Linked DNA regions of Mus musculus: region 1 is linked to region 2. The links are chromatin contacts, called in public Hi-C maps. All regions are on one chromosome and are shown on one strand. The core of a region is the stretch at or near the end of the contact, and the rest is flanking DNA. Distances in the headings are between cores, read along the strand shown.

Region 1 (2,939 bases), core at 197-2,696, 88 kb before region 2:
GAGAATGGTAAGGTAAAAGCAAAAGAGCAGGCATGAAGTTTGCCCTTAATTACTAAAAAAAGATGAACAAGGCTTTATCATGTGACTTTCCACAGTTATAGTGTTATTAGCTATTCTTGCTATAAAAATGCTCCCCAAATTACTATGAGGTTACTCCAGTGGTAAACTCATGATCTTGAAGTTAAAAAAAAAATCATGTGAAAATATGTGTAATTGGAGTCTATCTATGCATAACTTCCATAAAGCCTCCTTGATTTTCCTATTGTTCATTAAACATCAATAACAGGATCAGACTTACTGTACGCAGTTTGGAATTGGTTTATTGATGCAAAAGATTTGGAAGTTATACTCCCTTTTATACTTGGGTGTTTCATTGGCAATTTTTCTGGTAGAGAAATCTAGATTAGTCTTTTCCTTTCTGACCATGTATTTTGGATGAGATAGCTTGCTGCAAAGTGTTGGAGAATTAGGGATTAAGATCATGTCCAAAATGTGCTTTTGAGAGCAAACAGGGTTTACCGATAGTAGCCATGAGCTAATGTATGGATAGCCTCCTGCCTCCTGAAGGTGGTTCAAGGCCATTCATTCCAGTTTCACAGCAGCTAGAATGAGGACAGGGGTTAAGCTGCAGGGAGAGGAGGCAGAACTATCTGTTGAGCAAGAATGGAGCCAATGTTTACCCCATCACCTGATGACCAGTCTCTTGCACTCTGGATGACAAAGTCCAGAGTCAGGAGAAGAATATTGTAGAACCTTATTGGATTATTGATCCCATATCTATTTATCTTACTTATTTGCCCACTAAATAAAGACTTGTCCTCCAGCCTGTATTCTTCCTGACACACACCCAATAACCCAAGATTTTTATCTACTTCCCTTGGACTTTACCTAGTAATATTCACATGCCATTCACCCTTCCCAGAATGGCCCTGTGTTATGCTATCTCTAGACTTTTACACTTAAATCTTATTCTTCATGATTTCTGCTCCTTTTTCATCTCCTGTTATTACTCTTCCCTCAGCTGTAAGTCAGAGGTCCTCCTTGGTAATACCAACAAAAGACGTCATTCCTTCCAACTTCTGTATTCTTTCCATATCTCTCCTGGTTTATAACTTCCTTCTCAAAAGTCAATCAAGCATGCCCATGGTCCTTTCTTTACAACAGTGGTTCTCAATCTGTGGGTCTGAACCATTTCAGGAAGTCAAACAACCCTTTCACAAGATAGCATATCAGATATCCTGCATATCACATATCCTGCATATCAGATATTTGAATTATGATTCATAACAGTAACAAAAATATAGTTATGAAATAGCAATAAAATAATTTGATAGTTTGGGGTCCCCACAACATGAGGAACTGTATTAAACGGTCATAGCATTAGGAAGGTTGAGAAGCACTACTAGGTCAGCCCTCCTGAGACTGTACACTTCTCATCAATTGCTTCACCCAACATGTAGGTCAAAACCTCAGGATCTTAATGGATAAATATTTACAGAGGCTTCTGGGAAGGAGACAAAGGCCTTGTTTATTCCCAACATTATTTTTGTGACTATGTATAAAAATCTGAATACTTTTATATCTCCAATTCAAATTGGAGTTCACCCCTTCTCATCCCAGTTTGGAAGAACAGTTTTCCTTATCTTTATTTTACAGGAGAAGAAGCTGATGTCTAGAGAACTGAGATGACTTGTTCAAGGCCACATGCCTGGGAAGTGACAAAACCCACATGGAACTGAAAGACTCCGAGAGGAGCCCCTTCCTCAGGCCTCAGGACAATAGCGGACACCCAAGAACTCACGACAGACCGAGCTTGTTGCAAACCACATGAGGCTTTATTCGGGGAAAGACAGAGCTCTGGGGATGACTCATATCCCACGCAGGGGTAGAGGAGTCGACCTCGAGGGGAAAGAGTTCCCAGTTTTTATAGGCCCTCAGGGGGGAAAGGAGAAGGGGGAGATTAGGGGATTTCCAGATCTAAACAATGTCTATTCTCAAGAAATGGGTATGGGAGGGGTACAAGGAAAGAGTCTAATGAAGGTGCAGCAATGGGCACACACCTGGTCAGAACAATGGCAGACACACAGGTTTAAGGAGTGGCCAGAGCATTGTGCACCTCTATTTTTCTAAATCAATGAAGCTAGTTCTGCTAACACTGACGTCTATCTTGCCAATTTCAGGGCTTCTGTGTCCTTTTACATTCTGCCAGGATCTTTCAGAACCCAGGTCTGGACCTTCCCTTCACAAATGTCTTCATTTTATCTTGACCAGCAGGGTGTCTGTTCTTACCACACATGGTGACCACCATCCATGGCAAATCTCTGGACAAGTATGTTAGCTTAGAAGGGTTTGCACAGCCTGTGGCCATCTTCCTGGGAGTTTCTTTTGCCAAGCCCCCTCTTGGATCCCTAAGGTTTGCTCTACCACAGCCTGCAAAGCCCTGGAGCTTTGTAAAGAATGTCACCTTCTATCTCCCTATGTAAGTTGCAGGGATAGGCCTGGGTCTCTTTAGGTGGAGATTTGTAGTGTGCAGCAGCAGTAAAGAGACAAGGTAATCCTCTATTCAGCTGTACTTTATTCTAAAATTCTCAAGAATGCGATTAGACATTTGAGAATGGTCACAGCTTTCTGGAGTTCTTTACTGGGCATGTAAAAAGTGAGAACCTATAGTATGCCTGGTTTAGATTCTATTAGGAAATCTATTAGGAAATAAACCATTGACTCTTATCCTCATGGGGCTTATATTTAAGAGGTGGAGAAAGATGATGTACTGTGCATGAATTAATAAAGCAATTAAATACGGGTTACAATATGGTCAGTGTTTGAAAATGCTTACTCAGTAATGTTGAAAGAATATTTACTCAGACTACCTATTGTCCTATCTTGATTGTTGACACTGTACAGGAATTAACAAAGTAATGATGTTTATAGCTGCGTAT
Region 2 (3,186 bases), core at 604-3,103:
AGAGAGGGATAGACGAAGAGAGAGGAACCATAAAAAAATTAAAGAAACAACCAAACAACAACAAAAACCCCAAACAACAACAAAAACAACCTTTCCCAGTGAAGACTTCCCCATAGATGCATAGATGTAATCCCTTCTTTGGTTAACTGTCTACCGTATGCATAATCTATCACCTCCAAGAACCCAGTACACCTCTGGCAGAATTTCACAGAAACTGTATGAGGATACAGAGAGTGGTTGGACTTTCAAATGATCATCTAGTAACCCTCTGCAATGCCTTAATCTCTTTATAGGGTCTCGAGGAATCTTTTACAGATTCTCTTAACCTTTCTCATTAAAAGGCTGTTATGCTCAGGAGACACTACTTCACAGCAGATGTGAACATGTCTCACCTTTCCTTTCCAGAGAGATATTCTCATAAATGAAATGAGAATGACCAGAGTTTTCTAAGTGCTAAAGGCAATGTGTGGTCTAAATAAAAATACAAAATTAATTGAGAACCACAGACCCAAGAAGAGGCTTACACCCATTCCAGACTCCTCTGTAGATGTCCTCCAGGTGCTTATGAATAAGTCTGTGGACATGTTGCAATACTGGGATAAATTTTTCTCTAGGAATGCATAAAGCACACCACTACTCCATTTCCATAAGGGAACTATACTCTGCCCACATGGGGGAATCTTTAGATACCAGATGAAGGCTTATTGCAGCCAAAGGAAAAAGTTGTAAAGTTCTGTAACCCATTGCATGAATAGAACAAATAGTACTGGACCTAAGTCATCATTATTGCTGCTGAGAAACAGGGTCAGCGAAAAGACTTCATCTTACCCACCCAGGGTTCTAAGATTAAGACAGGACAATGACTACGTAACCCACTCCTCATTAGCATTGAGTCAGTAGATGTCCTGTATCAACTAACAGAAGTCAGCTAATGGGTGTGCCAGTGTGGGAGAACTCTCTGGAGTCAAGAAAGCAAGAAAAAGCAATTTCAAAGGTGTGAGGCAGAATTAAAGTGTGCTATTTTATTTCAAATTTTATGTAGCTTATATTGTAGTGTGAAGTTACAGTGTGATGGTTCAAAGATGGGTACTGAAAGCTCAAGCCAACCATAAACGATGTTTCAACCTTTGATCATTGTCTTTCTGCATCTGCCTTATTTAGCTTCATTTGTTGTTCTCCAGTTCCATTTATCTATCTTTTTGTAAACACAAAATTTTATTCTCAAAAATGAAGAACAGTCCATATATACAATGTGTATATATACCACATTTTCATTATCCACTCTCATGGGGCCAGTCCAAGTGAACAAGTGAGCAAATCATTAAGGGATAAATGATTTGCTCCTAGGGAAAGGAGAGCAGGGCAGGCTGTATGTCCTGAAAACAACTTAGAGCATCTAGAAGGCAGGGGAATACTAGAACAACATCATTTGTAATGCTGTCATTGATATCAAATCAGATTAAATATTAGTGGTTAGTCATGATATGGGTCTAAAATGACAAGTGAGGGGATCTTCACTGGACTCTTCTAGCTGAGTGGCTACAGCCCAGCATCTTGGTAGGATGGTGTCAGTAGGGCTCCAGAAGAAGAAACACCACCTGTGTATACATTATGGAACAGCCACCACCAGCAAGTCCAACATTGCCAAGACTGTTGCTCATGCTGACCCCTCTGTGGCCATGTCAAAAGGACTAGTCAAGGACTTTAACTGATGAGTGGACAACACGATTATCTGGCAGGAAGAAGAAAAGACTACATCCAAGGCAGTGGAGTCATCCAAGATCATCCTGGGAGGATCCAGTGTCCACATGGACTGCAAATCCCATGTGCATGGTAACCCATGGAAATACCATGCCCTTTGAGCAACACCAGCCATTGAAGGACAAGATCTTGAGATCTCTGCTCATGGGTGGACTGGGCTCAGTTTCAATGGATTGGTACAATTTTCAAACAAGAGATCAGCAACCTTTTCAAATGGACAGAGTTCAACAAATAGTGATTCATGAACTTTGAGGTACAAAAGGGCATGTTCAATAAATGCCCACTCACCACTCACCCCCCTTTTTTAAACATAAAATTCTAGGAAGGAGCTCTTGTTATTTGCCACATCCACTCTAGTAAAAGGTGTGTGGCTGGCCCAAAACCTTGGATGCGGTCCTGAATCAAAATGTTTCAGAGAAACTTAGTCTCCTGGAGCCGTGGCATCCTATAGCATGAATGCTCCACATTTGTCCCAGGTTGAGGGGCCAACTGAGTCCAGTCTGCAGCAGTTATTCCTTCTCACTCTGTGACTCCTATCAAATGATTGTCAAGGTACAATTACCATCCTGATGTCCATACAGATTTGTAGATTCTTTTATGAAAATTTGATTCATCTATGAATATATGAACCAGGGTAGGAATTCTTATAAGAAAAAAAAAATCACCCTGTGAAATTCACCATGCTGGCTCCACTTGGTTCAGTATTAATGATTGTGATGATGAACAATAAAATTATTACAGGTACATATAGCCTCTGATAATTGCCTTCAAGAATGGCTGGAGGATGCTATCGTTGTAGGATTTGGGGAATGGAGCCAGGTAGATGCTAGACAACCTAACCTAATTCTAATCAGGAAAACCAAGTCAGTGTTTTAATCCAGCAGACATGGTGAAAGATCATAACCAGGCATATTATACCAGCTCCTCAACATAGACTCAGTCATATCAAGTACAACCCCATGGAAGCAGAAATTCTACAGAAGGCCCAGAGAGATGCTTTTTCCAGAGGCAATCTCAACAAAGTAATCTTCCAGGTTAAAAAGAGGCTTCTGGACCCCTTTGGCCTGCTTAAAAAGGATGTCCAGAGATGTCTCTGGGCAGCTAGCATTTGCCTCTTTCACCCCCAATAAGGCTTCACAGGAGTTAGTAATGAGGAATGATAAGGTCAGTAACCATATGTTGACCAACCTAGATCCCCTTCATTTGGTTGTAGTGTTCAACAGTAAGCAACTGCAAACCCAGCAAATTTGGGATCTATTACTATGTCTATAGGATCTCTTACACCAGGAAGAGGTGTTCACATAAGTGACAATAACCAGGAATGATCCTTAGGGTAGGGTCAGTGCCCTGGTTAGTATAATATGTTCTGCCTGTTGGTAGTCCTGGGTAGGAGGAGCCATGACTCTACAGTTATGTTCTAGCTGA

Evidence for each region. A called contact is a pair of places that touch in the nucleus more often than the background predicts.
Region 1: a Hi-C map of liver shows a contact between it and region 2, with 2.6 times the contacts expected there. The contact joins two enhancer-like sites. A contact is called at or near these places in 1 of 484 Hi-C or Micro-C datasets (liver), 1 of 115 datasets of contacts at active chromatin or transcription factors (embryonic stem cells) and 3 of 9 other capture datasets (adipose tissue, liver and pancreatic islet).

The regions. Positions count from the first base shown.
Region 1 is chr8:93,250,463-93,253,401 of GRCm38.p6, reverse strand. No RefSeq gene overlaps it. Among named protein-coding and RNA genes, the nearest start is that of Ces1e, 22 kb to the right of the region's middle. Within about 2 kb of position 1,446, at least 4 of the 459 cell types and tissues checked have an H3K27ac peak or open chromatin away from gene starts, as enhancers often do. A contact at or near this core is called in liver, where this site is marked.
Region 2 is chr8:93,162,363-93,165,548 of GRCm38.p6, reverse strand. No RefSeq gene overlaps it. Among named protein-coding and RNA genes, the nearest start is that of Ces1c, 33 kb to the right of the region's middle. Within about 2 kb of position 1,853, at least 2 of the 459 cell types and tissues checked have an H3K27ac peak or open chromatin away from gene starts, as enhancers often do. A contact at or near this core is called in liver, where this site is marked.